Linked DNA regions of Mus musculus: regions 2, 3, 4 and 5 are each linked to region 1. A link is a contact called in public Hi-C and HiChIP or PLAC-seq data. All regions are on one chromosome and are shown on one strand. The core of a region is the stretch at or near the end of the contact, and the rest is flanking DNA. Distances in the headings are between cores, read along the strand shown. Region 1 has its middle 21 kb from the start of Platr26. Region 2 overlaps Itga6 (integrin alpha 6). Region 3 overlaps Gm36857 (a long non-coding RNA gene). Region 4 holds the start of Itga6 (integrin alpha 6). Region 5 has its middle 27 kb from the start of Gm36909.

What was found. Hi-C and Micro-C count contacts between places; a contact is called where the count stands out from the background. HiChIP or PLAC-seq counts read pairs in DNA pulled down with a chosen protein or histone mark.
Region 2: a contact with region 1 is called in a FOXA1 HiChIP or PLAC-seq map of pancreatic cancer cells. The contact joins two enhancer-like sites. A contact is called at or near these places in 7 of 484 Hi-C or Micro-C datasets (the N1E-115 cell line, bone marrow-derived macrophages, colorectal tumor organoids and 2 more), 6 of 115 datasets of contacts at active chromatin or transcription factors (acute myeloid leukemia, embryonic stem cells, kidney and 2 more) and 2 of 9 other capture datasets (adipose tissue and embryonic stem cells).
Region 3: an HNF4G HiChIP or PLAC-seq map of pancreatic cancer cells shows a contact between it and region 1. The contact joins two enhancer-like sites. A contact is called at or near these places in 1 of 15 datasets of contacts at CTCF or cohesin (embryonic stem cells), 11 of 484 Hi-C or Micro-C datasets (Sertoli cells, bone marrow-derived macrophages, embryonic stem cells and 5 more), 7 of 115 datasets of contacts at active chromatin or transcription factors (the 230-238 cell line, bone marrow-derived macrophages, embryonic stem cells and 1 more) and 1 of 9 other capture datasets (embryonic stem cells).
Region 4: a contact with region 1 is called in an HNF4G HiChIP or PLAC-seq map of pancreatic cancer cells. The contact joins the promoter of Itga6 here to the enhancer-like site in region 1. A contact is called at or near these places in 6 of 484 Hi-C or Micro-C datasets (Sertoli cells, bone marrow-derived macrophages, embryonic fibroblasts and 2 more), 12 of 115 datasets of contacts at active chromatin or transcription factors (the 230-238 cell line, the SCID.adh cell line, bone marrow-derived macrophages and 6 more) and 2 of 9 other capture datasets (adipose tissue and liver).
Region 5: a Hi-C map of bone marrow-derived macrophages shows a contact between it and region 1, with 1.9 times the contacts expected there. The contact joins two enhancer-like sites. A contact is called at or near these places in 8 of 484 Hi-C or Micro-C datasets (bone marrow-derived macrophages, cerebral cortex, conventional type 1 dendritic cells and 3 more), 6 of 115 datasets of contacts at active chromatin or transcription factors (embryonic fibroblasts, embryonic stem cells and pancreatic cancer cells) and 1 of 9 other capture datasets (embryonic stem cells).

The regions. Positions count from the first base shown.
Region 1 is chr2:71,695,524-71,701,889 of GRCm38.p6, reverse strand. No RefSeq gene overlaps it. Among named protein-coding and RNA genes, the nearest start is that of Platr26, 21 kb to the left of the region's middle. Within about 2 kb of position 2,724, at least 45 of the 459 cell types and tissues checked have an H3K27ac peak or open chromatin away from gene starts, as enhancers often do. A contact at or near this core is called in the N1E-115 cell line, acute myeloid leukemia, adipose tissue and 3 more, where this site is marked.
Region 2 is chr2:71,811,395-71,817,760 of GRCm38.p6, reverse strand. Itga6 (integrin alpha 6) reads right to left here. Exons shown (of 26, transcript NM_008397.4): 2 at 1,007-1,131. Among named protein-coding and RNA genes, the nearest start is that of Itga6, 28 kb to the right of the region's middle. Within about 2 kb of position 3,555, at least 203 of the 459 cell types and tissues checked have an H3K27ac peak or open chromatin away from gene starts, as enhancers often do. A contact at or near this core is called in the N1E-115 cell line, acute myeloid leukemia, adipose tissue and 2 more, where this site is marked.
Region 3 is chr2:71,591,441-71,597,806 of GRCm38.p6, reverse strand. The region is part of intron 1 of Gm36857 (a long non-coding RNA gene); the gene reads right to left. Among named protein-coding and RNA genes, the nearest start is that of Gm36857, 3.3 kb to the right of the region's middle. Within about 2 kb of position 3,121, at least 76 of the 459 cell types and tissues checked have an H3K27ac peak or open chromatin away from gene starts, as enhancers often do. A contact at or near this core is called in bone marrow-derived macrophages and pancreatic cancer cells, where this site is marked.
Region 4 is chr2:71,783,526-71,789,891 of GRCm38.p6, reverse strand. Itga6 (integrin alpha 6) reads right to left here and starts at 2,953. Exons shown (of 26, transcript NM_008397.4): 1 at 2,572-2,953. The coding sequence starts at 2,753.
Region 5 is chr2:71,625,194-71,631,559 of GRCm38.p6, reverse strand. No RefSeq gene overlaps it. Among named protein-coding and RNA genes, the nearest start is that of Gm36909, 27 kb to the left of the region's middle. Within about 2 kb of position 4,004, at least 82 of the 459 cell types and tissues checked have an H3K27ac peak or open chromatin away from gene starts, as enhancers often do. A contact at or near this core is called in bone marrow-derived macrophages, embryonic fibroblasts and pancreatic cancer cells, where this site is marked.

The sequences.
Region 1 (6,366 bases), core at 1,475-3,974:
GCAGCTCCATCTCAGTGCCTTGAATCCCAAACGAGAGAGAGAGATAGACAGATAGATAGATGATAGACAGGGAGAGACAGAGAAAGAGGGGGGTGGGGGGGTGGGGGGGTGGGGGGCGAGGGTGAGAAAATTAGCCAACCAGTATTCATCACACTGTTGTTTCCTAACCACAGACAACAGATACAATGTTATCGATGGTCTTATAACCTCTTTGAGGGCACAATGTTACTTGTGGTTTCACAACCTCATTGCAAATACAATGTTACCTGCAGTCTCATGGCCTCATTGCAGACACAAAGTTACCTGCATCTCGCCACCTCATTGCAGACACAATGTTACTTGTGGTTTCACATCCTCATTACAGATACAATGCTACCTGCAGTCTCACCTCCTCATTGCAGACACAATGTTAGTGTGGTTTCACATTCTCATTGCAGATACAATGTTGCCTGAGGTCTCACATCCTCATTGTAGACACAGTGTTACCAGCAGTCTCACACCCTCATTGCCTTCTCCACCATGATGGACTGTTTCCTCAAATCGAGAATCAAAATAAGCACTTCTTTTCCTAAGTTGTTTCTTGTCTCAGCAATGAGAAATGTAGCTAATCTAACCATAAATCATCTTTAACACAGAATTAAATTGCCGATTGTGTTAAAGATGAGATAATGTTTATGATAATAATCAATGGGTTAGGCATTCAGCAGCTCTGATTTTGAGATGAGTTTTACAAAAGAAAAGTAGCTAACTTAAAAGTGGTATTGGGATGGGGAGCAAAGGAGTCCTGCTGGGTTACTTCTAATGACAGGGAGGGAAGGAAAATTGAGAGTCCTCACTTAAGGAGGAGAGCTGTCATTCCTTTGAGCCACCTTACCTTCATTGTAGACAATCTTTCCCTTTTTAGACATCCACATAGATAATCAGACTATTAGAATTTTCATTCATGTATCAAAATACCAGATGTAAACAACTTGAAGGAACAAAGATTTCTTTTGGCTCACAGCTTCAGATGGTTCTGCTCATGGTGGTAGAGCGGGTATAGTGGATAGAACACTGACATCATGGTGGCCAGGAAGTAAAGAGAGAAAATGTCTGTACTGGTGGCTTCCTCATTTTTTCTCTTTCATTCCATCCATGCTGGGCGCCTACAGGATGGTACTACTCATATGCAAGACAGGTTCTCTTTCCTAGACTAATTCTCAATTGAAAATATTCTCATGCAGAGATGTGATTCACTGATCTTCAAGGAAACTTTCAACTCAGTCAAGTTGGCCATTTAGGTTAATCATAATAAAAAATTACAATTCATGAAAAGATCATACAGATCTGTCTCTCTGTGTTTTGAGGCAGGATCTCTCTATTTACCCCCAGTCTGACTTAGAACTCCCTCTATAGCTCAGACTGGCCTTAAACGCATTATTCTCCTGTCTTAGCCTTTCTGTGCCCACAGGCCCTGCTCACATTTTGAAGTCAATAGACTTTTCATTCAAGAAAGCAAACCATTTTTCCAGAAGTATTTTTCATCTGTATAAATGAAAGACAATTGCCTGCTTACCCCACCTTCTGCATGTTTACCACTCTGAGGTTTTAACATTGTTTCCATTGTTCTGTTACAGAACCGTCCCACTGGAGCTATAAGAGATCTGATAATTTAGTCCAATTCCCTAATCTTAATGATGACTTAGGCTAAACAGATTAAATTACTTACTAATATTATGGAACTTTATTCAGGGTATTGCATAGTTAATAACGCTTTGAAATTAGAATACCTGAGAATACCCACTGAGACCCTCTTAAGATTGGGCTCGCAGACATTCCCTCATGGGAGTGGTGCTCATGGGGCTCAAAGACCCCTCAGCAAGGATATAAAATGGTTAACAATTGTGAAGTGAGACCTTTCTTCAGAGATCTAAATTTGGATGGACTCAGTCCTTGGTCCATTGTTAGTGCCTTATCTGGAGTGAATAAGCAAATATTTGTTCATGTCTCCTAGGAAAAGTTAACATACAAGAAAAGGGTCAGAATCAACGCATGACCTGGGCTCTCCATGCAGAATAAATGCCCTGTACTCATTCAGGTAACCCAGGAAAGATGTCCAATAAGTATCTGGCGCCCTCACCATGAGCAAAACTTCCATGTTCTCTCCATGTGAATTAGTCTGTTTTCAGTTGTTATAAGGAAGTAGCCAAGACTGGTGAATAGGAAAAGAGTTTTAGTTTTGCTTTGTTTTTGGTTTGTTTCTGTATAGTTCTGGAAGTTTAAAGGAATGATACTGGCTGGGCATTAGTGAAGCCCTTATGTTAAAGAAAACAATTACATGTTCTTTCTATCACTGGTTTGTGTGGTATAATAAAAACTCCCTCAAAATTACTATGGAGTCTGAGAAATAATAGTGCCAAGAGAGATTCAGGAAGGAAGGGTGTGCATGCTGGTGGAACTGAGAACAAGCACCATGCTGTGTGTGGTACAAATCTGGTAGTGATCCTGATATATGGTAATGAGTTTGGAAGGAATAGCTATCAATGGAGTCTACAGATGCACAAACCATTTTGAGAGGTATTATTATACATTTCAGCATGAAGTCAAACTGCATTGGGCCCTTTGGTTAAAGTAACTGAAACCATTTTAACTGAAATGAGTCATTTAGTGTACGGATATAGGAGCATGATGGCTCTCTTGGGACAGAAAGATTAGTCAGACAGTCCTGCGGAACTGACGCTTGTAACCAAATAGCCAGCAGGAGTTGATGTAGCTTCCTGCTGTTCGGCTCTTGCTCCTTCACACTGCCATCCTGAGGGGCCTCTACCCTGGCTTCTGTGCGTGCGTCTGCTCCTCTCAGCAGACTTGCTTACTTAGCCACCCACATAGCCTCCATCCTGGGTTGATCCGACCTTCATTTTAGCAATAAGTAAAACCTAATATTTTTCAGTGTTTCAAACTGGCATGAGAAAGGGCCCGATTGCCAGTGTTTGAGCCATTGTCTTCTTCTGCTCTCATTACCTATTCAGACATGAAAACTAGGATGCTGACAGTTACACACGCCAATTTGGCCATTCATGCTTGTCCAATGATTTTTGATAGACAATGGTGATTTCCAACTGACATAGGAACCCTAGCTTTCCCCAACTATCTCACGGTCAGGGTGCGAACACCAAGTCAGATCTCCTTCAGAAGTCTGTCATATATACAATCCTGTAAATGAGCAGGTACAAAAAAAAAAATGTCATAGCACCTGACCCTGTGAATTTACTGGAGTCACATCTCACACATCTGGCATGACGTGCAGAGTTTGCTGAGAGCAGAACTGATTGTAGTAGTCAGCTCAGCGTGCACAGCTGGCAACTGTCAGGACCTGGAAGGAGGAAGAATCCTTGTCCCTTACACCTCTCCAAAGGGGAAGCTGGTGAGACTGCTCTAGCACGGTCTCAGTGCTAGAGCAGAGGCGCCTTTACAATATTTGCAGCCAGTCTCTACACTGTGTCCCTATCAGTTCTCTCTGGTACCCCTTGTACTAACTAATGACTGTAATGGACACTCAAGAGACAACTCCCGTCACTTTAGTGTGTGTGGCTCTCACCAGTGTCCTTCAAATGCAATCACCAGGCCTTAGGCTGCATATAAAAATTAGCATATATACATATATGTATGAGCACAGATACACAGGCAAACACACACACACACACACACACACACACACACACACACACACACACATGGTGCAGTTGTGAGTTGGTGGCCAAAGGGCTACACCAGATAAAAATAGGCTTTAGAGGGCTGTCTTGGAAGCCTCTCTCCCTGCCCACACTGCAGCTGACATGTCACTAGCCAACCATGCCAGGAAAGGAATCTGGAATATTCTTTTTTTTTTTTTTTCTGGCTAAATTGCTGTTTGATTAATACAGGGATCCTGTTGCTAAGGAAAAAGAGCACAGAGTGAGTGAGCGGGCACTAGCTGATTTAACTCCACTCTCAACCTTTGTCTGAGTTTCCTTATCTACAAAACAAGGTCATCAATGCCCAGCCTGCCAACTTCTCCGAAGTTTTATGAGTATCCAGTGAAAACTCTTTGAAAACGAGAAGCCTTGTTCAAATAGAAGGCATCATTCTGTGTGTTTATATAAGAAACCTCGGGGCTACGGAACAGTGCAAACAACCAAACAGGAACATTCATTCTTCATCTGCACCAGATGAAAGTGTCATTTTCCCCTCATTAAGCATCCCATATGGCCCCTTCTCACCTGCAAGGCTAACTGGACACATACAGAGACCGGGGAGGGGTGTTATGTGGCACTATTACAGCTGGTTCTGTGTCAGGCACGGTGTCTCCCATGGTTGAACTCTCTTAATCTCCACAGAATTACCTGTGTGTGTGTGTGTGTGGGTGGGTGGGGGGGGACTGATTGGGCCACTAGTTGATGAAAGAAGCAGAGATTGAAGGTAGACAGCGCAGGCAAAGAGGAAGCAGAGATGGGACTTGGCTGTTCCCTGAACTCCTCTTCAGTTTCAAAATACTGTGGATGGTAGTCATTGTGTTGGTGGATGGAATTGCATCCCTCCTCCATACCCCGCACCAAAGGTATGTTGAAGTCCTTCCAGCTGCTGATGCTGTGACAGGAATCTTGACTGGAAAAGAAGTCTTTACAAAGGAAATCACATTCAGATAAAGGTTAGAGGTGCAGCCTGGTGGTAGAACATATATTTTATCTGCACAGGATCCTGGGCTTGATCTTCTATTTTTTTAATTTTATTTTTTCAAATATTTTACTTATTTATTTAGAATACTTATGTATTTAGAGTGTGTGTGTGTGTGTGTGTGTGTGTGTGTGTGTGTTTGTACATGTCTACATGCACACACTGGATTGATGCTAAGATGAAGTCACCCTAGGTTAGGGTAACTCCCACTTTATGACTCATATCCCTAGTAGAGGGAACTTTGGGGACTGGGGAACTATAGGACTATGGGGTAGAGTGCTCACTCAACTTGCTCAAAGCCCTGAGTGCATGGTAGTAAACACCTGTAATCCTAGCACTCAGGGTACGGAGGTGGGACAACCAGAAGTTCAAGATCAAGATATGGCTATAGATAGTCATATCTCAAGGCCAGCCTGAAATACATGAGATCTTGCCTCAAACAAGAGAAGTAGGTTCTGAAAGAACCACAGAGGACAGGGCCATGTGTGGGCAGATACTAACTAGAGTGCTTGACCTGAAAGCAAGGTACCTAGAGAAATGCTGGTACTTGCCAGAAGCTAGAAGAGGCCTGGAGTAGTTTACCTATCAGCCTCCAGAAGGGTCACTGCTGCTAGATCTTGGCTTCAGATTCTGGCCTTTCATTAGCTCACAGCCTCAGCTGCTATGGAAAGCTAAACACTGGCAAATATGAGAAGAGCCTGGTATGGTCTCTGCTCCCTCTACCAAGTGCATGGGACACTTGCTCTGGGAGCTACAGGGGACTCCGGAAAGCAGAGGTTTTGTCTGGGAAGGAGTGGACCTTTTTGTCTTCTCTACAGTGGTGATTCCGCCTTCAAAGAACAGTAATTGTTATTTAAAAAAAAAAAAATTGTAAAGTGGTCCCCAGGTGGAAAGGCAAAATCACCTGCTGTAAACAAAAATGAAACATATTAAGATTAAAAAGTATTTATCTGCCAGGCGTGGTGGCACATGCCTTTAATCCCAACACTCGGGAGGCAGAGGCAGGTGGATTTCTGAGTTCGAGGCCAGCCTGGTCTACAGAGTGAGTTCCAGGACAGCCAGGGCTATACAGAGAAACCCTGTCTCGAAAAACAAAAAAACAAACAAAACAACAACAACAACAACAAAAAGTATTTATCTGTTTGGTTTTTTTTCTACTAGTTACAAGTCACAGTGTGAAAGAAATTTAGCATTGTAGACCTTATGAAGCTGCTGTGAGGACCACAAATCTAGCTGTTTGGCACAACATTTTTTGGGGAGAATGTGCTGGAACACATTAAAAAGACTTATTTTTTCAAATATTTTTCTTATTTATTTATGTATTTAGAACATTGTGGAGTGTGTGTGTGTGTGTGTGTGTGTGTGCCTGCACCTGTGCCATGATACACTAATGGACGTCAGAGGACAATCTGTAGGAGTCTCTCTCTCATGCCATCATGTGAGTCACAGAAATGGTACTCAGGTCGTCAGACTTGGTGGCGAGTGTCTGTCCCCACTCAGCCACCATGACAACCTTTTTGTTTGATTTTGTTTTGTTTGAATTGTTTTTATTTTATGTGTCTGGGTGTTTTGCCTGATGTGTGTTCACATATCATGCACATGCCCGGTGTCCAAGGTGTTACAGATCATTATGAGCCACCACAAGAGTGCTAGGTATCGAACATGGGTCCTTTG
Region 2 (6,366 bases), core at 2,306-4,805, 120 kb before region 1:
TCCAGCCACCCAGAGGCTTTATAAAATGGGATATTAAAATAAAAGGGAAACAAGCCTGTCTTTCAGAGGTGGCAGCTTTAGCTGGGTAAGAGTCGGGAGTTTAAAAGACCCTTTTGGAGGCTGGAGAGATGGCTCAGCTGTTAAGAGCACTGGCTGCTCTTTCAGAGGAGCTGGGTTCAATTCCCAGCACCCACATAGCAGCTCACAGCTGTCTGTAACTCCTGTTCCAGGGGTTCCAACGCCCTCACATGGACATATATGCAGCCAAGTCACCAATGTGCCTCCTGAAGAATTTTGAAACTTATTTTGGCTCTACCCTAACTCTTGTACCACAATCTCCAGGGAGATTTTACTCATGCTGTTCCGTTCTCATTTTACAGGATTTTCAAGAAAAGTTTTTCAGGGCTAGAGATGCAAATTGGTGGTAAGGCACTTGAATAGGATACACAAGGCCCTAATACCACAAAAACAGGCAAACATATACAAATACATGAGTTAAATAATAAAGAAAAGTAAACAAAATAAGTCTTTCCCCCCAGTTTTTTGTTTGTTTTTTTGTTTTGTTTTTGAGACAAGTTTCTCTGTGTAAACTCCTCTGTAAACCAGACTGGCCTCACACTTACAGAGATCCGCTTGCCTTTGCCTCCTGAGTGCTGGGATTAAAGGTGTAGGCTGTCACCACCTGGCTTCTGCCCCCCTCCCCCAACATTTTAACAATACGTGACTTTTTTCCCCCCTTCTAGTGTTTCTTCACAGCCATGAACTCAATTTTGCAACAGTCTCAACAGACCACTAGGTGGCAACATAAACACACCATTCTAGTTTAACCGGGATGAACCGAGGCAACAAGTATTTTCAGGACAGATAAAACACTCAAGACTGACAAAAAATTAAAAGTGAGAGGCCTTCTCTGCAGGAATAAATGCTTTGTTTCCTGTCCTATCTGGTGGCAAGTGTCACATGGCACAGACAGGCTGGCCAAACGAACAGTGAGGGCAGAACACACCGTCATTATCAAATTCAATCCGTGTACAAGGTCCCCGGGAGGTGATGTCACAGCTGTACAGGCCCCCTGTTCTGTTCGCCCTCTGCAGCGGGAGTGCTTCTGCCCGAGGTGCCCCCACAAGCAACCTGGTGACAAAACAGAAAGAACTTAGGGACTTGAATGTTGCATATTTTAAAGTCTAGCCAGAGCTGTGGGCATCATTCTCTGCCCTGCAGCCCACGAGTCCCACAGCTGCTGAGGAGTGGAAGAGAACAAAGATAGAGGCTTCCGGGGCACAGGTCTCACAGCTGAGACGGAATGACACCTGGTGTCAAACAGAGGAGAGTGAGCCTGTCCCTTACAGAACTGGCAGGTAGCTGGGCGCAATGCTGGTATCGGAAGACACTCTTCATAGAACAAGCATAGACCATGTGACTCACAGAACAGTTTTCTCTCTCAACTCTAGGTGGGAAGCAGCCATCATGTTCTATCTAGTAGGTACACATCTGTTTCCAACGCTGCCTCCCCCCCCCCCCCCCCCCCCCCAGGTACTGTACTGGCTGGTTTTGTGTGTCAACTTGACACAAGCTGGAGTTATCACAGAGAAAGGAGCTTCCCTTGAGGAAATGCCTCCATAAGATCCAGCTGTAAGGCATTTTCTCAATTAGTGATCAAGGGGGAAAGGCCCCTTGTGGGTGGTGCCATCTCTGGGCTGGTAGTCTTGGGTTCTATAAGAGAGCAGGCAGAATAAACCAGGGGAAGCAAGCCAGGAAGGAACATCCCTCCATGGCCTCTGCATCAGCTCCTGCTTCCTGACCTGCTTGAGTTCCAGTCCTGACTTCCTTGGTGATCAACAGCAGTATGGAAGTGTAAGCCGAATAAACCCTTTCCTCCCCAACTTGCTTCTTGGTCGTAATGTTTTGGGCAGGAATAGAAACCCTGACTAAGACAGGTATCCTCCAGGGAACACTTTGACTACACCTAGCTTTGCAACACTGTATCTACAGATTAAGAATCCAACTCTTGCCCATGTCACAATTAATCTCTTCCCTTTTTCTTTTTCTTCAGCTCTATTGAGGATATAGTTGACAAGGAGAATCTCCATCTATTTAAAGTGCAACACGTGATGTTCTGTCTCATGGGTACATGATACAAGCTCCCCCATATCAACCAGTCTCCCACAAAGGCTGAGAAATGAAGTGGCAGCTGTGGGTGGGACATTCCTCTTCTCTCCACCCCAGACTTTCCCCAAGGAGTGGCTCCTAATCCCAACTCATGATCGGCAGGCAGCGGAGAGCTTTCACTTCATTAGCAGAGGGGCTGGCTGGTCACGTGGTTTACAACCTCTAGGGTAAGAAACAAACAATACAAGAGACAGAAAGAAAGAACACACACCGGACCACACAGAGAAGTGGAAACCAGAGCTTTGAGGTATGGGCTGGAGATGGAAAGCCAGCTGGGAACAAACAATAAACCCTCTGAAGGGAGCAAAGTGCACTGGGAAGCCTGCAGGGTCAGGTGCAAAAGGAACAACAAAAACCAACGCTAGCTAACATCAGCAAAGTGCACTGGGAAGCCTGCAGGGTCAGGTGCAAAATGAACAACAAAAACCAACTCTAGCTAACATCCCCACTACCTCTTCCTTGCTGGGATGGATCCCAGTTAAAAAGTAAATACACTAACGGCTATGCTGCTGCAGGTGCAACAGGGGGAAGGGGATCACATCTGCCCAGGAGAAACAGGAGCATGACGATGGCTTCCATGGGGACAGTGGCTGCCCTTCCTACCAGACAGATAACCCATCTCCTCACCTGAGGCAGTTCGCACTGCCCACTTCTAGTTCCAAGTCTACATTGGAAATGATGAACCCGCACACACCAAAGCAACGGAACTGAAGTGGAGACTTAGGGAAGCAATTGCCCCCCGGGTCCCCAAATTTATCAATCAATAGGGGGTATAGAGAAGCCAGGGTGCAGGGGTCTGCATAGGCCCACCAGGTATCCAAGTAACACTGTCCCTGCAGGAGCTCACAATACCTGAGAGACGAGGTGGCCTAGAATGTGCAGAGAATGGGTTTTGATGCTTGGCAGATGTGGGATGGACCCTGTGCTGGGGTGGCTAGAGAAACAAACAATGAGCTGAACCATGAGTAAACAGAAGCTAAGGAGCCTGCACCCTCCCATTTGATAGGAAATCGAGGCCTTGACAGAGATTAATTATGAGGCCTCTGGACCTCACAGCCAGGTGCCAGGCAGGACAAAGATTACCTAGAAACAGTGTCCCTGTCCCTGCGTAATGAATGCTCCCCAAGAAACAAAACTGAACAACTAAAACGTTTAGCACAAAAGCCAGCCTATAACAATGACACACTGAAATAAAAACCACTGGCATACTGACAGATTTAAGTCTGACTCCCAGCAGGCGAAGGGAAAAAGAACCCAGGCCCAATGGTGGGTAAAGGTAACCAACTGCCAAGAGGAGACTCAAAGGGCAGCTCCGACAGCCTAGACAGCTTTCCCTCCTCTAACCACTTCCTCTTACACACACCCAAGGAGGCTGCTAAGGGTGGCAGGCTACTTCCTGTTTACCAAGCTCCTCCTACAGCCAATTACTGCTTCAACAAGTACTGCCCCAGGATGCATAAGGGACGGCCTCCCAGGTAGCTTCCATCTCCTAAAACTCCAGTGTGGCTCCACCTGATCCAGAAGTAGCTAGCTCAGAAAAGGACTGGGAGGGAGAGGGCAAGTGCTTTGTAGAGAGAGTGCTACCAGGAAATGACAGCAGAAGAGACCTAGGAGGGACAGCAGAGAACAGGCAAGACTGGCTTTGCTTCCAAGGGAGGAGCTAGAGCAGTGGGTCTCAACACTCCTAATGCCACCACCCTTTAGTACGGTTCCTCATGTTATGGTGACCCCCAACCATAACATTATCTTTGTTGCTACTTCATAACTGTAATTCTGCTACTGTTATGAAACATAATGTAAATATCTGATATTTGAACCTAGTGAAAGAAAGGGTTGTTTGACCCCTGAAGGGGTCACGACCCACAAGTTAAGAAGCACTGAGATAGCCGCCGTAGGAGACTGGAGTCTGGTGATTTGGTAAGTGGAGTTGAAGATGGACAGACAGCCTGGTGAGAAGACAGGCTCAGGGGAGAGAGGTAGGAGAGGAGGCCCGCAGAGCCTAAGGATGCAGCCATCTCTTGAGCCTTTCTGGGTCCCTACATGGGATAGGCACTTCAAAGGTTTCCAGCAACATGAACAAGCTGTGCAGAGGCTGGAGGGATGACTCAGTGGTTAGTGCACCTGCCTGTTCTTTCCCAGAGGAGCAAAGTTCGGAGTCCAGCATCATCAAGTCTAATGCCTATAACTCCAAAGCCCTTTTCTGGCTTCCGCGGGCGGGGGGGGGGGGGGGGGCGTGCACGCGGGCTCTCTCTCTCTCTCTCTCTCTCTCTCTCTCTCTCTCTCGCGCACGCACGCACACACACACACACACACACACACACACACACACGTTTAAACAATAACAGACTGTGGAGGTTACTCCATGCACAGCCACAGGTCTTCAGAGCCAAGGGCTTTCTCCAACCCTTCTCTCCTCCATCCCCGGTGGGGCACAGGCATTGGACAGAGAAGGAAGTGGCGGACTGCATAGAATAAAGGAAGGAGCCAGGTTGTCAGGCATAAAGACAATGTTAAGAGGCATACATCTATAAAGGATAATGCCAGTTGAAAGGGTGCCTACCCCAGACTCTGCCCACACGGCTTCTTAAGCATCCTGTTTCCATTTCAGATACCTTCTGGGAGGGAGGGAAGAGGATCCACACCGGCTGCAGGAGTGGGTGGCTACAAAAGGGAATGGCCTGCCAGCAGAGGGCGCCTGTTGCACCACTCTGCATTTCAAGGCTATACTGCGAGCTAATCCAATACAACGGCAGGTCCCAGAAACAGATGAATAAAGTCACCCCAACACTCAGCAACCATTGGGGACCCATTTCTCACAGTTACCCTGGTTCAGAGATTAGCAAAAAGGCTCTTAATCTCACTTGGAATCAGCTTTATATACAGTCACAGTCCATTAGTTCAAGCTATGTCTGTGAAGAACAAATAAATGAGCAAAACTAGACCAGTATGCAAACAAGGACACCGGGGACAACCGTCTACTTCTAATCTAAGTCATTTTAGGTCATGGTGTAGGTTAAATGCTAGGCACACATTGATTCTTGAGCTGCCAGGTGCTTGTAGGTTCTGGAAGAATAGCCCATTTCAACCAACCCCTCAAAACGCGTGCCAAAATCTGGCTTTTGTATAAATCCAAAGCTTCCTCCCGGTTCCTCACAGGAAGGGCTGGGCGCCTGGCTGCCCAGACGGGTTTAGTAAGGGAACCAGGTGCTCTGTGTGCATTACTGCTCTGTGGGCACCAAGTCAACTCCAAGGACCAGGGCTGCAGGTATGCCACTGTCTCTCTGCTGCTGCCATACTCTCAAGACTCTGTCTCTCTGTCTCTGTGTGTATGTCCCTCTCTCTCAGAGACATCTGTCTGTCTGTCTGTCTGTGTGTCTCTCTCCCTCTCCCAGAGACAGGGTTTCCCTGTGTAGTGCCAGGCTGTCCTAGAACTCAGAGCTCCACCTATCTCTGCCTGGGATGAAAGGTGTGTACCACCATGCTCATAAGTAGAAGCCTGAACTACAGCAGCAGCTCTGCACTCTACAGACAGGCTGGGGTGGGAGCGGGGAAGCGAGTCAGGCCTTGTAGGGGCAGGAGCAATGGAAACTAACAAGAGCAGCATCCAAAACCCTGTTCCCATATCAGGTCCAAAGGAGAGACTACAAACATGGGGCCAGTGTCTAGAGTTTGGCACTAGGAAAAGTCACTGTTCAAACTGCTTGCCTTAGAGCCACTAGACAGCGACTTCTACTAAGTTTTGTTATTTTTCCCGTGTTTTGGGGGGAGGGCAGGATTTCTGAGGCAGGAATTTCCTCTAATGCACCATCTTTCTTCCCTCAGCCTCCCAGGGCTGGATTAAAGTTGAGCCACCATGGCCACCTTCCACCGAGTTGCAAAGTTGTACTGGAGTAACTCCCTGAAGATTTCAACATATTGGAAAATATTTAAAGATAAGACGCAAGAGGCTGGAGAGATGGCTCAGTGGTTAAGCGCTGCTCTTCCAGAAGACCCCATGTTTGGTCCCAGGACCCACACTGGTAGCTCACAACTATCTGTAACTCCAGTTCTAGGGGATCCGAATCCTCTTCTAACCTGCACCGACACTAGGCACACACGGTACACACTGTACATGCAGACAAACAAACAACAAAATCCTTTAAAAAACCCTCAAAACCACAGCACCATCTTTAGCAAGAAATAAACTCTGTCACAGAG
Region 3 (6,366 bases), core at 1,872-4,371, 100 kb after region 1:
GACAGTTGTACACTGCCACATGGGTGCTAGAATGAAACCCGGGTGTTCTGCAAGAGCAGCCAGGACTCTTAATTGCCCAGACCATAGTTACTTGCTTTTTTTATTCTGAGTCTTAACCCAGCTCAAGCTGGTTTCGAACCCTCTTTATAGCTGAGGTTTATAGCTGGCCTTGAACTCTGACTTTCTTCCTCACACACCCCAAGCTCTGGGGTTGCATAGCCACCATGTCCATCTTTTTCAGAAGGTGACTTTTAAAAAACACAAACAAGCCAGGCATAATTGCCACACTGGTAATATCCCAGCCTTCAGAAGCTGAGACAAGAAGGCAGTTGGGAGTTCAAGAGCAGCCTGTGTTGCTATAAAGCACGTTCCAGGCTACCCTGAGACATGCCATGAAAGCCTATCTCAGAAAGACAACAAAGGAGCTAGAGAGACAGCTCAGTGGTTAAGAGCATTGGCTGCTCTTGCAGAGGACCCAGGTTCAATTCCCAGAACCTATAAGGCAGCTCACATTTATCTGTAACTCCCATTCCAGCAAATCTAATGCTCTGTTCTGGCCTCCACAGGCAACAGGCACATATACTCATATTTGGTACACATATATACATGCAGGCAGAACATTCATAAACATAAAATAAAAATAAATCACAGGGGAAGTGGGATCAACAAAGGAAGAAAACAATAACCTTGAGTACCACCATTGCTCTCTGGTGCCCACCCTGGGCGGGGTGGGTAGTTCAGAGTGACTTCTCATTAATCCAGGCAGGTCTCAGTGTACACTCCTGGGGTTTTAGGGACCATTCACTAAAGTAAGACAGGACATCTTACTCCTCTTAAATAGCAAGTACTGAGTGTAAGACCTGCCGTCAGGCCCTCCTTGGAGAATCAGCCGGATGTATCCCTGACTCTGATGAAGAGCAGCAGCCAAACTTTATCTGGACAACTAGGAGGGCCAGCTTCGATGTGAGAAGCTGCTGTCATACTCATGGAGAATCTCTACTCCACAACGATGCTACTTATCCTGAATACCAAGTGTCTGAGTACACACAAGGTGAGTGTCTCACATCTTACCCTGGCATCTAGCCCTTACTACACTGGCAAAGGCTGGGGTTTCCCTCAAAATAACAATAACTGATACAGCCATTTGTCTAGAGCGCCTCTAATCAGTCACAGCCAAGAAGACACTCTGAGAAGGCAGCCTTCATCATTAGCCAGCCTCATCTTTATGAGAACCTCAGGTACACTTAACACAAGCTAAGATAGCTACCCAGATGCTCTGACACTACAGGGCCACCATCGCTTGTGTGGTCTGCGCAGGCCATGCCTGTGATTGCAGCTTAACAATCAAGATATATCAGCCATTTCTGTCTTTGTCTCTTCTTTCGTTTAGGGGTAAGGAGGGGCCTGGAGTGGTAGGATTTTATTGTCTTTTGTTAAACTAATTAATGAAATTAATTTTAATTATATATATTTGTGAGGTCTCAATACACGAATAGGCTATGTATTGATCAAATAAAGGTAGCTAGTGTTTCTTCTCTTTCTCCTTACTTTGCATACGGTGCCTTCAAGCTTCTCTCCATCAACCTCCTCTCTGTCGGTTGTTTCTAAAATAATAGATTTTCACGTAGACTGTTAAGCGGATACACAGAATCATGATCACTGGCAGATGAGAGAAGAGGGGATGGGAAGTTGAGGAATGGGTACCCAAACACAGAATTAATAACGTCTACAAATTCCACCATTAGTAAAGTGGATGGAAACAAAGGACGTAAATAATAAACCAGATGCAGAATGTCAGGATTGTCCAACGGAGACAAACAAGGTTATAAACCAGCAAGCCCCTAACCAGCGGCACGTTCGAATCACCTGGGGAGCTTTTACAAAACATTAATATTAAGGTTTTACCTCAGAAGCCTGACTCAATGGTCTATAGTGGTACCCAGGCAGGATTTGTAAAGAGCTTTGTTGAGATGTATTTTGGATACCATCAAATTCACCGTTCTAAGTTGAATGGTATTTTAGTAAGGACATGCCTGTGCCTTCAGCATTCTGATCGTCCAGCCTGGCTCCCACTGTTCCCTCCAGATGCCCCAAGGATGATGTGTGGTTTTCTCACTTTTTAAAGATTTGTTTTAAACCATTTTAGTTATGAGTACAGCTGCCCAATGAGGTAGAGGCATCAGCTATCCGTGGAGTTGGAATTAATTATAGGCAGCATGAGGGGCACCCTGAGAATGAAATTCCAGTCCCCTGCAAGAGCATCCTGTGTCTGCATCTCTAAGCTATCTCTACATTTTCCATTTTTGACTCCCAGCGCCAATCATCACTGTGGTCCATGTCTAATCTGCAAATTCCAAGTACCAGTGTTTTCTAAAAACTACCTAGTAAGAAAGGGGGTTTTGTGTGCAGCGTCTGGCTACAAGTGACCATTCTGGACACCTGAGAGCTAAGATTCTTAATCTTGCCTCACAAGCTTTAGTCATTTTCTGTGAGAATATTTCTCTGTAAAGAAAGACCTCTAGTTTTTATATCAAACATTCTTGGCGGAAATAAAATGAATTTTAGAGCAGCCAGCTTTACTAGAATATGAAATGAAAGACGTCTGTACACATAGCCACACCCCTAGTAAAGACGAAGTGTGCATTTCTACACAGGCTTTAGGGATACAGAGCTCTTTTGTTCTGTGGTAAAATTTAAAAGTCTGAAGTACTACCTTCAAAGTCAATTTTATTGCCTTAAAAATTAACAAAAAGCACATTTACCTCAGATTGAAAATCATGGTGATTACTGCACTATTGTCTTTGGATGTTCAAGATGCCCTCGGGGGAAAGATCCAGAGAAGCACTGAGTATTTTATTGTTATGTCACATAAACACGGACCCAAGAACACATCACCGCAGGAGTCCTGGGAAAGCAATCACGTACTAGTGACCATGGAGAGTTGATGTTCTCTCGCCATTTGCGGCATGCAGGGCAAGCAAGCACTTGTGAGAGGGTGAGCCCAGGGGAGCAAGAATGAACTTGAAAGATTTCACAGAAACATCAGCCCCAGAGGGCTACAGACATGTGAGCAAACCACAGCCAGAGGCTGCCAGTGACTCAGAGATTTCTCAACAAGAAATCTTCCTTCCTCCATGGGCCTGAGCAGCCAGCCGCAGCCAGCAGCTGCCATCGGCACAGCCAGGGCTTGCGAAGTGTTATGGGGTGCAGCTGGAACGTGACCCCACCCAGATCACTCCCTAAAATTGCAAGGCTTTAAAACAGTGCCCCCAGCCAAGAAGGTGCCATCCAGGGTTCCGCCCAGAAATTCTCCAGCAACAAGGTTGTCAGCACTGGAGACAGGGTTCTGAGGCAAAGTGGCCTTTGACTGTGAATAGGGGGGAAAAAATAACAACAGCAATAAAGAAAAACCCTAGATTTTAGTCAAGTCCAAATCTACACTCTGGCTTGGAACCCTCAGCTTTTGCAGAGATGCTGAGGATAAACACTAAGCTATCCTCCACCACCACCACCACCTGTAATTATCAACCGGTAGTCTCTCTAAATTCTTCATCCATGGGAAAACTTCAAATGAGTTTGAAAGGGGGAAAAAAAAAGTCTCCCAAGAAGACTGAATACATGCTGCAGCCTGCTCTCCCCTCCTCCAAATCATAGGAGAACAGAGAAGACAGAGAACCTCAGAGAAATGACAGAAGGAAAACTCCCAGAGCAAAGAGTACTGTCAACTGTAGACATGAGGGAAAATTTTTAAGGATAGAGAAAGGCAACCTCTGTAGCCAGAAACAGTGAAGGACACACAACAGATGTACTCAGATGAATGAGCCCAAAACAAGCAGGAGAGATCAGTTGTATAGTTGTATAATGGGATGTCTCCAAGGACCTCTAGATTCAAAAAAAGGACAGTGTGGGGCAGTGGGCGGGGGGAAGCATACAGAACAGAAGGTTCTAAGGCACTCACCATCAGAGATGGCTAAGACACTAAAGTACAGCATACAAAAAAGTGGTCTTACACACACACATATACATACAAACACACACACACACACACACATCATAGGAACACACATATACTGAGCAGAACAGACAACAAGCCCCAGAGGCAACCACACCCTGAATCTGGCCTCATCCAGGAGAAATAAAAGCATTTTTTCCTGACTCACACTGCCCAGCCCCACAGTTTCCCACCTCACCACTAAAGACAACTCATCTCCGTACTCATGGGGCCTCTCGTACCAGAAGAAAACACAGACTCAAAGACCACCAAGCATCGAGAACACTGTGACCGAGATGCACCACATGCTACCAAGACAAGAGCAACCCTGCTGGGCAGTGGTGACCCACACCTTTAATCCCTGCACTCGGGAGGCAGGGGCAGGTGGATCTCTGTGAGTTTGAGGTCAGCCTGGTCTACCGAGTGAATCTAGGACAGCCAGGGCTACACAGAGAAACCCTGTCTCGCAAAAGCAAAGCAACAACAGCAACAACACCTCACAAGAGTGACCCTCAAAACCAAAGTCATCAGAGACTCATTCAACAGATTTGCCTGCAGAATAGACACAACCAAAGAAAAACTCGAAGCTGACGGGAAGGGAGAGAAGTTCTCTCAGAGTGAGGAGCAGGGAAGAGGGCCTAGTGCATGACAAGGGCATGCATTTATGAGAGAGAATCTGGAAGAACTCCTAAAAGAAAGAAGAAAACTCTTGCTTTGCTTTGCTTTGCTTTGCTTTGCTCTGCTCTGCTCTGCTCTGCTCTGCTCTGCTCTGCTCTGCTCTGCTCTGCTCTGCTCTGCTTTGCTTTGGAGGGTGGGGAGGCTGGATCTCATGTAGCCCAGGCTAGCTTTGAACTCTCCAAGTCACTGTGTGGGCAGGGACAACCTTGAACTTCAGACCCCACCTACAAAGTTCTACAATTGTAGGCGTGCACCACCATAGCTAGCTTTAAAATTGAATATTTTAAAGAAGTGGAAAAACAAAACAAAACTTTGTGTTAAAAACCTAAAGAGAATGTATTCAAAAGCTGTCTTGCCAGAATAGTGACTATCAACAAAGACAGAGGAAGCCACACAGAAGTCTGGAGATGATGACGCAGTAGGTAATGTTATGAAGAATACATGAGTGGAGCTTACAATTCAGATTAGGGCAGGCCCAGGAGTTGACAAGAGTTGGAGAGATGGCCTAGTGGTTAGGAGTGTGTACTGCTCTTGCAAAGGACTGGAGATCTGTTCCCAACACCAACTTCTCCTGCTCACAAGTGCCTGGAAGTCTAGCTGTAGAGCTCTGAAGCACAGATCAGTGAAGCTGAAGATGGGTCAACAGAGAGCATACATTTTGAGAAGAAAACATGTGGGAAATTTTTAAGAAACTGTAGACAATATGGTAGTGGACAAACTGGCCTTCAGCTGATTAAATACTTTGTGTTTCATTTTTTGTTTTGTTTTGTTTTTGAGACAGGGCCTCACTACGTAGCTCTGGCTTTCCAGGAACTCACTTTGTAGCCCAGGCTGGTTTCAAACTTGTGACCTTCCCTTCTCAGCATCGTAAGCCGTAGGACTAGGATGTGTGTCACCATGCCCATCTGAATGCCCTTCACGCCACTGAAAAACACATTTCAAACTGGCTAAACCAGCGAACTTCATGTTACTTATATTTGACCACAATGTAAAATTAAGACTGTTTGTTTTAACCATAGCAGAAGCTTGGTGTGGAGCAATGGGCCTAGCCTACCTAAGTGCCTCAGACTGTGGGGGTGGGAGGGAGAGTGGGAGGCTGGCTGGCTACATCTTCAACTAATAATTCTAATTTTTAGACTCTGTACCAAGAAAACAGAAAGGGAACACACAAGATTTAAGTGACCAGCACAAAAACCACCTACCCAAGGTGGACAGTCAGAAGTAAGCAGGCAAGTTCTCATAGATTGAATAGTAGATAGCATTCAAAGAGCTTATAAGAACCCTTACTAATGTGTAGCATGCTCTTGATATCAAGCTGAGTTGGTAAAACAAAAATCAAGGCAGAAGCTAATATTAAAATTAAAAGGGTATAGAAATAAATCATTTTCAAAGGGAAATAACCCTAAATGTTTTGATGCTTTTTAAAATTATGGCTTCTGTTTTCTTTGAATTCTGATTTTTCCCTAATGAGTACAGGTTTTACTTAATGGGTAAAATTGTAATTGAGTATAAGACTTGAAGAGATTAAATGACGTTCTCGAGAAAGCCCTGGACCTCATATGGGGCTACCTAAAGAAAACGATGAGAAAATCAATCACGCAATCCCTTGAGAGGAGAGCTAGTGCGACCTAAAATTAGTCACCAGATAGAAGTCACAGAAAGTAAGGTAGAAGACCCTGAATATAGAAGTCCAGTTT
Region 4 (6,366 bases), core at 1,704-4,203, 88 kb before region 1:
ATAAGTCTGATTGAGAGTTCAGGATATTAATTTAAAACAAGAGCCTTCGGTTTTAATGTGAGGTGATCACAGACTCACCAAACACTTACCACACCTGTATGGCAGCTGGCATCTAACACTGTAGGCCTAGAGATTCTACTTTTAAATGCATCGCTATCAACAGCTTCCATTTAGCCAACAGGTGTCCATGCTGGGCAGACCGGGCAGACACTAAGCATTTTGCGTGTTCTTTTAATCTTCACAACAACCCAGAAACACCTACACTGTACAGGTGAAGAAACCACAGCTCGAAGCAAATGGTTATCAGTGCCAATGACCAAGAAACCTAAACTCAGCTGTCTATCCCCAGGTCCCTGAGATGTTGTCACTGAGTTTGGAAACTGGGCCCAGAGTCCCATCAGTCTCACTGGCTAGCACTGACACCCACCTTCTTCTCCGTAAAAGGAAGCCATGGGCATGATATGACTCTCCTCAGAGGATTGATGCTATTCTTGAACCTGGGAGAGTATATCACAAGATGAACCCACAGCCTCCTGGAATGCAGATTCTGCCTCTAGGTTCTAGGGTGTGGCCCAGTACCCCTTGCCATGGGTCTCTTCTCATCTGAGGGTCTGACCTGGTACTCCCATCTGTCGTCCTCTACAACAGTGGTTCTCAACCCTCCTAACACTACAACCCTTTAACACAGTTCTTCATGCTGTGGTCACCCCACACATACACCATGACTCCCCCCCCCACACACACACCATAAAATTATTTCATTGCTACTTCATAACTAATATTACTACTCTTATAAATCGTAATATAGATATCTGATATGCAACCGCTGTTAAGGGGTCACAACCTACAGTTTGAGAAACACTGCTCTATGGCTTTTTTTTTTTAAAGGCACCAGAACTTGTCTTGGGAGGACCTGTAGCAGCTGTAATAGCAGAGAAGCCCTGCGGTAGTGACAAGTTTTAGCAGGCCCAAGGCTGCTCACCTTAATGACAACAGTGATTCCTGGCTAAAGGCACAATTTGAAATCATTGTCCTCAGGACATTTCTTGCCCCAGTTTCCCCCCATTATAATGTCTGCTTGGACATGTCCATCCAGGAAGCCAATCTCTGTGGTCTGATACAGACAGAATGCTAAATAAAGGCAAAGAATGTTTTCCCTCTGTTGGCCCACAGTCACTTCTATACTAAGTTCAAATCCTCCATGGGTAAATGTATGTGTTTCTCGAATAGTGTTTGAGATTTGAAATGTCATCCTCTTGAGTTGACAAACAAACAAACAAACCCTCTCACTTCAGATTTACAGCTGACCAACAATTATTTTCGGGAGAATGCCACGCCTGCAGAGTCAGACCCCCTCCCTGCCCGGGACTATCCCACCCACAATAGACTTCTGCTTCACCTAGCAGGTGGTATCAGAAAAATCTGACCTTAAGATTTTGAAGTCCACAATATGCACAAACCCCAAAGTTGTTAAATATCCGAAAAGGGAGTTTTCTCCAGTTTAAAATAATTCTGGCCTCTCCTTTCCCCTTGGCTGCACTCTGTTCTCTCCGGTCTGCTGGTCCTGGAAGGACCTGGGTTCAACTCAAGACCTGGGCGGGGAGGAGGACCTTTTGTTGTGGGAATGAGCATGGATCAAGAATTTAACCCCACTGCGACTGGGCGACTAAGCTCCAGAAAATCTTCCCCAATCAAAGAACTGGGTCATGTGGGAGCCAACACTGTTTAAAAGGCAGAGCCAGTCGCTTTCTCCTGGAAGAAACACTTGGGAGGATGACTGTCACTTCCGAACCTTCTTTTCTAAGTCCCTCCTAGAAGGGGCACTTTGCTCTAACTCCTCCGTGAGGCCCACCCAGCACTGGGGCCGGAGGATCCTTGAGTGCTGCTGATCTATCAGGGAGCTGGGAGGGGGAGCTAGCACACCGACTCGAAGAAGCCTGTTTTCACAGCTGAGCTAGTCCTGAGGAACAGGTGCTTTTTAAGAAGCATGTTAAAGTATCTCCTGCAGGAGAGCCCACTCTGCAGGGAAAGTCATACGGGACAGCGAAAAGTGGCTTCCCAACTTCCACGCGGCGCGCGAACGAGGGAGGGGACCGGACGGTCGGAGAGTTGGAGAAAGGCCTGCATTTCCCTGGAAGACTTCCCGCAACCCTGTGTCCCATCACTGTCCCTAGTGCACACGTGAAGCTCAGCAAAGCGTGCCACCTGCCGGGGTCCCTGCAAACTAAGCCCGAAGTGGAGAACCGCGGAAAGCACTTCAGGGGAGGGGGAAAGTCAAGTATCCCGGGGCCGGGCCCGGGGTTTGTCCCTTCGGCTCTCCTCACTCCCGGGAGGCGCCGTGTGCAGGGCGCGGCGGGCCCGGATCTCTCAAGTCTTGGGCCGAAGAAGTGCGAGCGGGCAGGGCAGGGCAGGGCAGGGCAAGGTAGGGAAGGCCAGGGCAGAGCAGAGCCGAGCTGGGCTAGCCCACGGATAGGCTCTGGGCACGCGGGACGGGCGGCAGCAGGGCGCGCCCTCGTTCTCCCTGGCGCAGCGCGGCGCCCCGGTGGGGATGGGAAGAGTCGGGGAACTCACAGCCGCTTGTCCTCCGGCTGCAACTGCCAGTGCATGGCGAGCGAGAAGCCGAAGAGGCTCCCGGGATCCCCCGATTTCCGGATCACGTTGTCCTCGCGGGTGTCCAGGTTGAAGGCTGTACCCAGCCGGGCTAGAAGCCCCGCGGACAGGTAGAGCAGGCACAACTGGCCCGCGACCGCCATGGGCGCGCGCGGTGGGAGGGACCCGCGGAGCTGCTGCGGCCTCTGTGCGCGCGGGCTCGGGGCCGGGGCCGGGCTGCCTGGCGCGCCGCTGCGGCCACTTGGCCTCGGTCGCCCCTGCGCGCGGCCCCACCCCCGGCCGGCTCACGCTCACTGTGCGGCCGCTCCCCCACGCCCGCAGCTAGCTGCTGCTCAATGAGCCCGTTGTTCTCTGGAGACTCTCAAGCGTTTTATCGAGTGACCGGGACTCCGGCCCCGCCCCGCCCCGCCCCGCCCCTCCCGAGGCCCCGCCCGCCACACGCACCTTCCCTGCCGGCCCCGCCCCGCAGCGGCGCACCCGCCGCAGCCCTCCCACCTTCCCGCCACCTGCCCGGAAGCGTCCCGGAGCTTGGCAAGACTAGCCAGGCTTTTTTTCTACCTGTCACTGAACTGCGGGCCTCATAGGGCTGACTTGCAAAGACATCCGTTCTCCAAGGGTTCAAGACGCGCCTAAGTATGCCCAGCTCTTGGGGTTGGCTTGATGTTGCATACTCGCTGGCTCCCCAGGGACCCAAACGTCGAAAACGTTGCTGTGCTACTTAAAAACACACTGTTTCATTCAGGCCTAGGAAGCGGGCTTCTCTGTGCTGATGAGTTTTGGTTTTTTTTTTAAAAAAAAAAAAAAGAAAGAAAGAAAAGAAAAGAAAAGAAAAGAAAAGAAAAGAAAAGAAAAGAAAAAAGTCAACTCAGATTTTTGTGGGAAGATCTCTAGGTAGGGAACACTGAGTCCTTCTATCTTGGGCCCTGGAGTTTAGCTATTGTCCCCTTTTCTTACCCTAAGTTTCCTAGTCTAGTTAGAACTGCATAGATAGAGACAGCTAGAGGTCCGTGTGGGTGGCTTGAAGGCTTGAGTCTCGCGGGCATAGGGTGGGGCTTTCCAGCGAGGTGTTGGCTTTTGAGGCATGTTTATTTTAGGATAGAAAAACTTGCTTCAGGGACGCTCAGAACTTGGTTGAGAACAAACAATATACATTTTAGTGAACCATTTTTTATTATCCTCTGACATTTAGATTAGCATGTTTTCTCTTATGAATGTAGACAGTAAACCACAAAGGCAGGAGACTGTACCAACAACCCAATTATCAGTAGAAAATACTGTTTTATCCAGAAAAGTTGGTTGTTGCAGATGTTTCAAATTACAGTTGTTATTAGGTAGCTACTCTGCTAGATCTCGATGTATGTCAATAAAGAAGCAATTTATTACTATAGAAAAAAATGTTAACATTTTGACATATGTTAATATAATCGATTTTCTTCTTAAAAACATGTATGTTGTGCATAGGGTCTTGGTTTTCAGTAACTTACTGAACGGGCCTTGTTCTACCCTGTCTCCTATCGATGTAATTTAATATTTTAACCAAAAGCCACCTGAGGAGAAAAGAGTTTGTTTTATCTTACATTTCCAGATAATAGAACTCAGGACGGGAACCTGGAGCAGAGACCATGGATAAAAACTGCTTAGTGGTGTGCTCCCTCTAGTTGTGTTGAGCCAACTCTCTATACAAGTCAGGACCAACTGCCCAGAGCTGGGTAACAATCACAGTGGGCTGTACACTCCTGATGCTGGAAAGGGCCTTTCCATGGAACCTAACAGGCATGCATAGGAAATAGAAGCAGGGTGCAGTCCCAAGGGAGACCCAAAGCGTCCTTCTACATCTGTACCAAGAGAACAGCTGGAGCTACTCAGAGAAGCTATGTGAATATCACGTGTGGTCTTCACAGGTGGCAGCAGCTGCCAGAGTGAGTCCCCAGCAGATGTGCCACTTCCCAAACAACTAGTAATCTCACATCTTGCCCTGGGTGAGGTATAATGGATCTAAATGCACACGAGATCTTGAAGATCACACGGTTTGAACAAGCGCTTCTGAAGGACATTGAGAAACTGTTAGAAATGACTGTCTAGTGAGGTAGAAAATATCAGCAGTGTGATTTTTAGTGGGTGTCACTCACAACCGTTTTCTTCTTTCATGTATGGCAACCACTATCCCTGAAAGACAGGTCCAATTGATGATGGTTGGACATAAGGAACCTCAAGGTCATTGTTACCTTCTTGATTTCAATCCTCAAGTTGACATTTAAACATTTAATCGCAAGGTAGTTCTCAGCCAGGAGCCAGTGATGTAGCTGCCATGTTGCTGAAATACTTCTGAACTGGTTAAGAAAGCTGTGCTGAACAGCCAAACCCTGCGCATATGTCCCAGATCCATCAGATTCCACTCAAGTCCAAGCCCTGTACTGCAACTGCTCCCTCTGACCAGTCATGCTCAAGTCCTATTAGCCAATGGCCATTCTGAACATCCCTCCTCCTCCTAAGACTAATTCTAGGCTGTGGAGAACCCGTCATTCCCTTCCTTAGACATATTGGCAAATAATACATGAATGGTCATTGTTACCTTCTTGATTTCAATCCTCAAGTTGACATTTAAATTACAGTAAATTAAATTTAAATATTACAAATGCACAGTGCAAATCGAATGGTACTTGTAGAGATGAAATCTGGTCTGAAGAAGGCTGAGACGCTTGTTCTGGAATATGCCCGTACTGGGTAAGAAACTATCAGTTGTTGTGCCTGTCTGTCTTCCACCTGTTTCCTGCCTAGGAAGCCAAACATCCCTGGTGTTGAGTCAAACTCTCAGACTCCTAACAGAATCTCTTGGAAGATTGTCATTGCTTCCTATGGAAATCTGGCCTTGAACTCCATAGATAGTTGAAGATGACCTTGAACTCATTATCCTCTTGACTCCACCACCAAGTACTTCAGTTACAGGTGTGTGTCTGTGTCACTAATTCCCATTTTTTCTTTCTTGTCTGTCTGTCTGTCTGTCTGGTTGGTTTTGGTTTTGAAGATAGGGTTTCTCTATGTAACCCTGGCTGTCCTGGAACTCAGCCTGTAGACCAGGTCTATAGACCTCAAATTCAGAGGTCAAAATCCTGCCTCTCTGATCCCAGTAACCCCAAGTGCTGGGATTGAAGGCGTGTGCCACCACTACCTGGTTTATTCTCTGTTTTTTAGTCTGTTTGAGACTCAGTTATCATTTCCATTCCAAGACTGAGCTGCATATTTTACAGAAGCGTATTATAACGTGGAGGTTAAAAGGTTGGTCTGTACCCACTGAGGCTATTGCAGTCTCTGGGGCCGATGATGAAAGGAACTGAGACCCTTAAAAATTATGAGATAAACACAGAGGGAGGGAAGCCCACAGTTTTCCTGGGAAAATGATGAGACAGAAAGATCTGCCACTGGTTGCTAATTGATGTAGGGGTGCCCAGCCCACCGTGGATGCTACCAACCCCAGGCAGGTTGTCCTGTGGTATATATAGAGCTGACTGAGAGAAGAGGCAGAGATAGAAAGAGATAAATAGGTGTATGGATGGAGAGAGTGGTGTAAGAATTCAAACCTGGTGATACAAGCTTACTGACCACCCAAGTCAGAGTCTGTGTATGTGTACGTGCATGCATGTGTCTGTGTACACGCCTATAGAAAACATACACATTGCAAGAAGAGGCTTTGTAAATTTAGTTACCTGGGAAAACTACTGTATTTAAATGAAGACTTAGGAAGATTCCCATGAGTTG
Region 5 (6,366 bases), core at 2,755-5,254, 72 kb after region 1:
TATCTATTTTAGAGCCAACTTATCAGTTTCTACTAAAACTTTGTCTTGAGGAGAAATATCTTTAAAACATTTTCATATTTTATTTTCTTATGTGCACAAGTGGTTTGCCTGTTGTATATATGTATACCACTTGCCTGCCTGCTGTCCATGGAGTTCAGGAGAGGAGGGTATTATAACCCCTAGAACTGAAATTACAGATGTGAGTCATCCTGTGGGTCCTCTGCAAGATCAACAAGTGTTCTTAATCATGGGCGCATCTCTCCATCCAGAGAAATATCGTCCAATGAAATCAAGTTTTTCTAACCCATGAGCATATAATCTATTACTCCCAGCAGTATTTTGTAGTTTTTAATGTTGGAGTCAAACACCAAATTCACTAGATTTAACTCTCTCTATATATCTCAGATTTTTATGTAAAATGATGTTTTAATAATTTTATTTGCATATGTTATATGCATGTTATGTGATTCGTTAAGTCTATTTTACACATACATATTTTGGGTTTTGTTTAGTTTTTGAGATAAGGTTTCTCTGTGTAGCCCTGGTTGTCCTGGAATTTGCTCTAAAGACCAGGCTGGCCTCCATCTCACACAGATCCACCTGTCTCTGCCTCCCAAGAATGTTCTTTTTTTCCCCTCTCCTCTCCTCTCCTTTCCTCTCCTCTCCTCTCCTCTTTTCTTTTCTTTTCTTTTCTTTTGCTTTGTTTGAGACTGGGCCTCTTTATCTAGCTCTGGATGTCCTGAAACTCACTTTGTAGACTGGGCTGGCCTTGAACTCACAGAGATCTGCCTGCCTCTCTACCTCCCCAGTGCTGAGACTAAAGGTATGCACTACCATACGGGGGGGGGGGGGGGGAGGTATTCAGTAGTTATGGCTAGCATACAATTGCCTTCATTTCATATTTTAAAAATATTTATTTTATTCAAATTTGTGTTTTCATATGTGTACGTGAGTGCATGTGCCCGAGAGGCATAAGACCCCTTGCAGCCAGAGTTACAGGCAGCCAGCTGCTATCAGGGCTGGGAACAGAACTTGGACCCTATTGATCACTGTGACCAGGTAACCACATTGGACAGTACAGAAAAGATGGGAAAGATACAGTCCCATGTCTCCATGAGCTTATTACCTAATTTTAGGCCTGGTAGGAAAGGCAGGAAAAAGGCCAAAATAAAATGCAAATAACTCAACACTTTGTACAAAGTAGTGTAGGGAAGGCAACATGACACAGGATGTAAGCCAGCAAACACAAGAGCCAAGTCCCCACTTGGTCACTTTGTTCCTCCTCTGTTAGGATGCAGCTTGTATTCTGGGCGACTCCATGCTATCGTGATTGGAGCTTGAATGGGAGAGTGCAAGGAAGAATACCATCCTAAATTTGCAAAGCATTGTGCACACAGGAGGCGGGGCTCACATATCTCTGTTCCATTTTGACTTTGACATGCTAATCCTGCGCTCTCAGGAGTATGAGCCACCTGCGTCTCATAAACCTTTCGATTTACTTACACACGTGTGACCTTTCCTATCCTGGGGCCACTCTAGCAGTATTGACCGCTGACTTGCAAGGAAGGGTGCTTAGCAACTGCATAGGAAATGATGCTTGCCGCTGCGATGTTGGTGGCCAGCAAGGATAAAAGCCGTAGAGGCGAATGAAAGCTGACCCGCTGCGAACAACCGAGGTGGATCCGGGAACAGGACCCTGAGTCCTTACTTGCACCCTGCCAGGTTTCCAAGTTGCTCTGCTTTCTCCAGTCACCTCTCGCTCCTCCCTCTGCTGCTGTCTTTTGTCTTTGAAAGCCGGGGGAGACCGACAACAGATTATTAACTGTGCACGCAGGTGTTATTGAAGAGACCAATTTGTGAACAATGGTCCTTCCCACGTTGTCCAAACAGAAAGATTGTTCCGCAGCTGTTATTTGCAGAACCTGTCAGCGTTCTCAGCGCTGCTACGGCGGCGCCAGCTGTCCTAGAGCGCGGCTCTCCCCGCGACGCCCACTCCTGACAACGCTGCCGAGCCCTCGCTGCACAGCTGCCCACCGCTGGCCACACTCCACGCCCGGCTGCCTTGCACCAGACAACGCGACCTGGCTCCCCGCCTTCCTCGAAACAGCTCCATACCTCTCCTCTGGGAGCATCCTTCTCATTCCTTTATCCCTGAAAACAGAATCCATGGAGTTGCTTGGGAAGCCTACTGCGTTGGAGTTTGGAGGACGGATATTCGTGCAGACGTTATGTAAAATGTGTGGCCCAGATGCCTACTGCGGATCTTCCCTGTAGGATCTAAGTGAACCCATCAATTCCGCAGTCTAGGGGTGGTCCAGACTTCCTCCAGGGAATGCTTTCATTCCATCACCTACCCTAAGGCAGAAGAATGCAACCCTTTCAGTGAGTTCCTAACTAAAGCGTCTGCCAGTGTCACTGTAAAGTTTTTCACTGTCAGCTTCCAACTCCTATGTGCTTGTTTGGCCCTGGAAAACTCGATTTCCTCTCTCTACTCTCTAGTCCTCAGGCCCTTCCCCCAAATCTCCACACCCGGGTCCCACCAACCGCTTCCAAGAGGCAGGACTCTCTCTCCTTCAAGGAAGAAGTACTGTTTTATTCCTGGTACAAAGACCTTCAGTTCCAGGGGTGTCCTGCTGGCGCCGGAATGTCTGCTGGGCTGCCAGTTTCTCAAAAAATTCACTGGCCTTCTGCTCTCCCCTCTTCCCATTTGGGGATGACCCCTTACAGAGGCGGTAAGTTTCCCAAGGAGCAGAAAAAAAAAATGTTCGCTGGGGCTTTCCATCCTGAGTTTCCCACAATGACCTGAAAACCCTAACAGTTGGATCTTCCCCCACGCAGCAGCCAGGCCCATTCATAGGTACTTAGCTGCTATTCCTATACAAATGGCATTCGAAACTGCCACACTCTTTTCCAGATCCCCAAAACAGGTAATCACAGTCTAGCCTAGTATTTGTGTGCCAAATTCAAATCTACAGACAAGAGCCGATAGCATTTTGTACACTACAATACTACCCACCTTATATTGGAGTCCAAGTTAAAAATGTAAATTTTTTTCACACACCAATTTCTAAGGTGTTTGCTCCACTCAACTATGAAGCCATAAAATAGATTCTCAAGACCTCTTCTTAATCCCATTTTAGGCTGATGATGACACGTTCTAAAATGACCAATCATAGCTTTAAAAAAAAGATTTATTTATTTATTATTTATTTGTGTGAGCAAACTGTCGCTGTACAGATGGTTGTGAGCCTTCATGTGGTTGTTAGGAATTGAAATTTTTAGGATCTCTGCTCGCTCGCTCTGGTAACTCTACTCGCTCCGGCCCAAAGATTTATTATTATACATAAGTACACTGTAGCTGACTTCAGACACACCAGAAAAGGGTATCAAACCTCTTTATAGGTGGTTTGAGCCACCATGTGGTTGCTGGGATTTGAACTCAGGACCTTCAGAAGAGCAGTCAGTGCTCTTACCCGCTGAGTTATCTTGCCAGCCCCTGACCAATCGTATTTTTTATGAAGTAACCTTAAGTTTCATCTCCTAATTTGCAATTCAAGAAAATGTATATATTAATAGCACTTTACAATTCTTTGTCACTTTACTTTTAACCAAAATAAATAAATAAATAAATAAATAAATAAATAAATAAATAAAGATAATCACTCAAAAAAAATTAACCCTGGACTTAGCAACCCCTGGTTGATTTTGGAATATTAATTAAGAGTCTGAAGGAAAAACGGATGATATGAATGGGAGCTCTGCTCTACTTCCTAAAAAGTGCTCTGAGAATTCAAGAGACTTTAGTTTCTCAGGATTCTTGAGAATTATGTCCACCACCCCCGCATTCCCCAACACTGGGACAGCAGTGCAGATCCACAGCGGACTGCACTTCCTGAACAAGCATTATTTCATCAGTTGCAAGTTGACGACGCCAAGGCAGCGTACAGTCGCTCAGATGCAGCAAGCCCAAGGGTGCATTAAGCTGGTTAAGTGGCTGCTGGCCCAGCCCGGGTGCTGTCTGTCTCCTGGCAGTCATAATGCCACAGGCAGCAGAGAGGGAAGTGTCTCTGTGCATGCTAACAAGCTGGCTGGAAGGAGGCTAGGCTTCTTACTTACCTCAGTACCACATTAGGCTGGGGAAATACAAACCGGGCACCATGCAAATATTTACCTTCAGGGACCTTTGAGAGACCTCTGGGGGAAGGAAAATAAATCTGAACACGTATTTACTCATAATGACTCCCGATAGTGCCATCCGAATACAAGCCGAGCATTTCATTAAGCAGGCATCTTCAATGGCTGCTGGGCTGTGTAAATACATTATAAATAAAGCCACAGATCCGCTAGGCTGGCAGGATGGAGGTGCGGTGTTTGGATACATGAGCCTTGTCTCCCAATAAATCCCTTTTCTAAAGGGACAGAAAGCAAGGAGTTTGCCAGAGGATTGCATTTCTCCTTCTAATGGGGTCGTTTAGAGAGAATCCTCTAGTCTGAAAGTATGCATACACGCTCACTTGTACAGCCTGGTGATCGCGAAGGATGTGAACAGGGTTTGATTTGGAACTCTCCACTCGGACTGATTTACCCAAGAAAAGCACTCGGATCAGTTAAGACCAAGGGCATCTATTGAACAGGATGAAAAATGACTTTCGAAAGATGTGTCCTTATCAGGCTGCTGCAGCAAAGCTATTGTGGGGTTCTCAGTCAGACCCTCAGAAGGAAAAGGGCATGACCTCTGCCTCAGTACATCCGTGGTGCCCTGCTCCGTCCCAGGCAATGCCGATGATGCCGAGAACAGGGCTTGCCTCGGAAAAGCCCCCAGCTTCTTATACAAATGCTCCTTCCACACAGCGATTTGCCACAAGGAAGTGGCTCTCCAGGCTAAAGATTCTTCGTGTCATTAGTCTCCCCTTCTCCTCCCAACTCACCAAAGGCGGCTGGGCAGGGCAATGACTCAGGAGGGAGCGGCCAGCCATGCCTTAAAAAACACAAGTGTTCTCTTAAGTCTGTCTGTTGGACTCATAAACCTACTAGTCACCAAGGGAGAGGAGTGAGCCAAAGCGGGGATGGGCATGCCGACACGAACTGGGGGCAAGGTGAGAGAGGAGAGGCACAAACAGGAGAGCCACTGCTGTCCCTGAAGTTGGCGTAGTAAACCTCCGAGGTTTACTAAGAGCCTAACTGCCTCTCCATGCTTCTCCGGAACCTTCTACCACATCTGCCTCCAGTAAAACCCAAGTCCCACAGACACGCCTGTCTGAGGTACATCATACAATGTAACAGGTTCTCCAGGAGACATGAATAATGGGAGCAGCAAGGAACTCAGATCTGAGCAAAGAACCAGGATCAATAATTCAAGGGTCACGCAGAGGGTGGGCGAGGTCAAACCCCAATGTCTCCCAGGCTGGAAGAATTCCTTCTGCAGATGATGGGCCCTTTATGTATGGAATCTATTCTGGCCAATGTCTTGACAAGACATTGTTCTGAGGGAACACCACCTAGTACTGTCAGGAAATACTGAGCGTGCAGGTACTGGTAACTGTTCTGTTCTCTCAGAGCCTAAGGCCCTTCACCTTCCACCATTTTAGAGAGGCTGTGGTAATGGCTTGCACAGAAAGACCTCACAGTGACTCCCATTCTGACCTCTGCTTGTCCCCCACTTGTCACTGTTGCTGCTCACTTGCAGCCATGCTGATGTGACTGGACTAGGATGGCTGGGAAAATGGATGGGGGAGGGACACGGGGTGGGGGGGGGGAACGACTCCTTGAGAGCCCCAACATTCAATCACACGTTCCCCAGCCTGGAGGGCTCCCAGCAATGGCACTCCCATTAGCATGATTTCCAGCTAGCTTATTAACCAAACCCCACTGCTTCTGGCTTGCATTCAGGCCCTGATACAAAGGAATAAGTAAAAGCTGTTTTCTCCACAGCGGTATCTCGCCTCCTTGGCAGGTGGCAGAGGGTGATGTATAGAAGAGCTGGCATCTCCTCCTCCTCCTCCTTGGAAAGAAATTCAGCACACAACACCCCTGTCAGCCATCCCACCAGCCAGCTGACTCTCTGGGGGCAGCGGCAAAGCTGGCTCCAGCTGCCTTGACTAGGAACAATCCCCATGTGACTGAGGACTCTGTACTGGCTCTGCCCTCTCCTGGAGTCCCAATTCCCACCCAGGCGACCTCTGCCTCTATGCACCAAGCTCCCAAATTCTCCTCCCTCATCCTTCTGTGTAATCAATTCCTGTAAAATGTCATTGGAACTTTCAAGTACTGCCTTTCTAAAAGCCCATTAGTTTCATTAAAGCTGCCCTATCCTCCGCCTCTCTTTCCTTCATTGTAATACATACATCAGCATATTCTACTGGATGC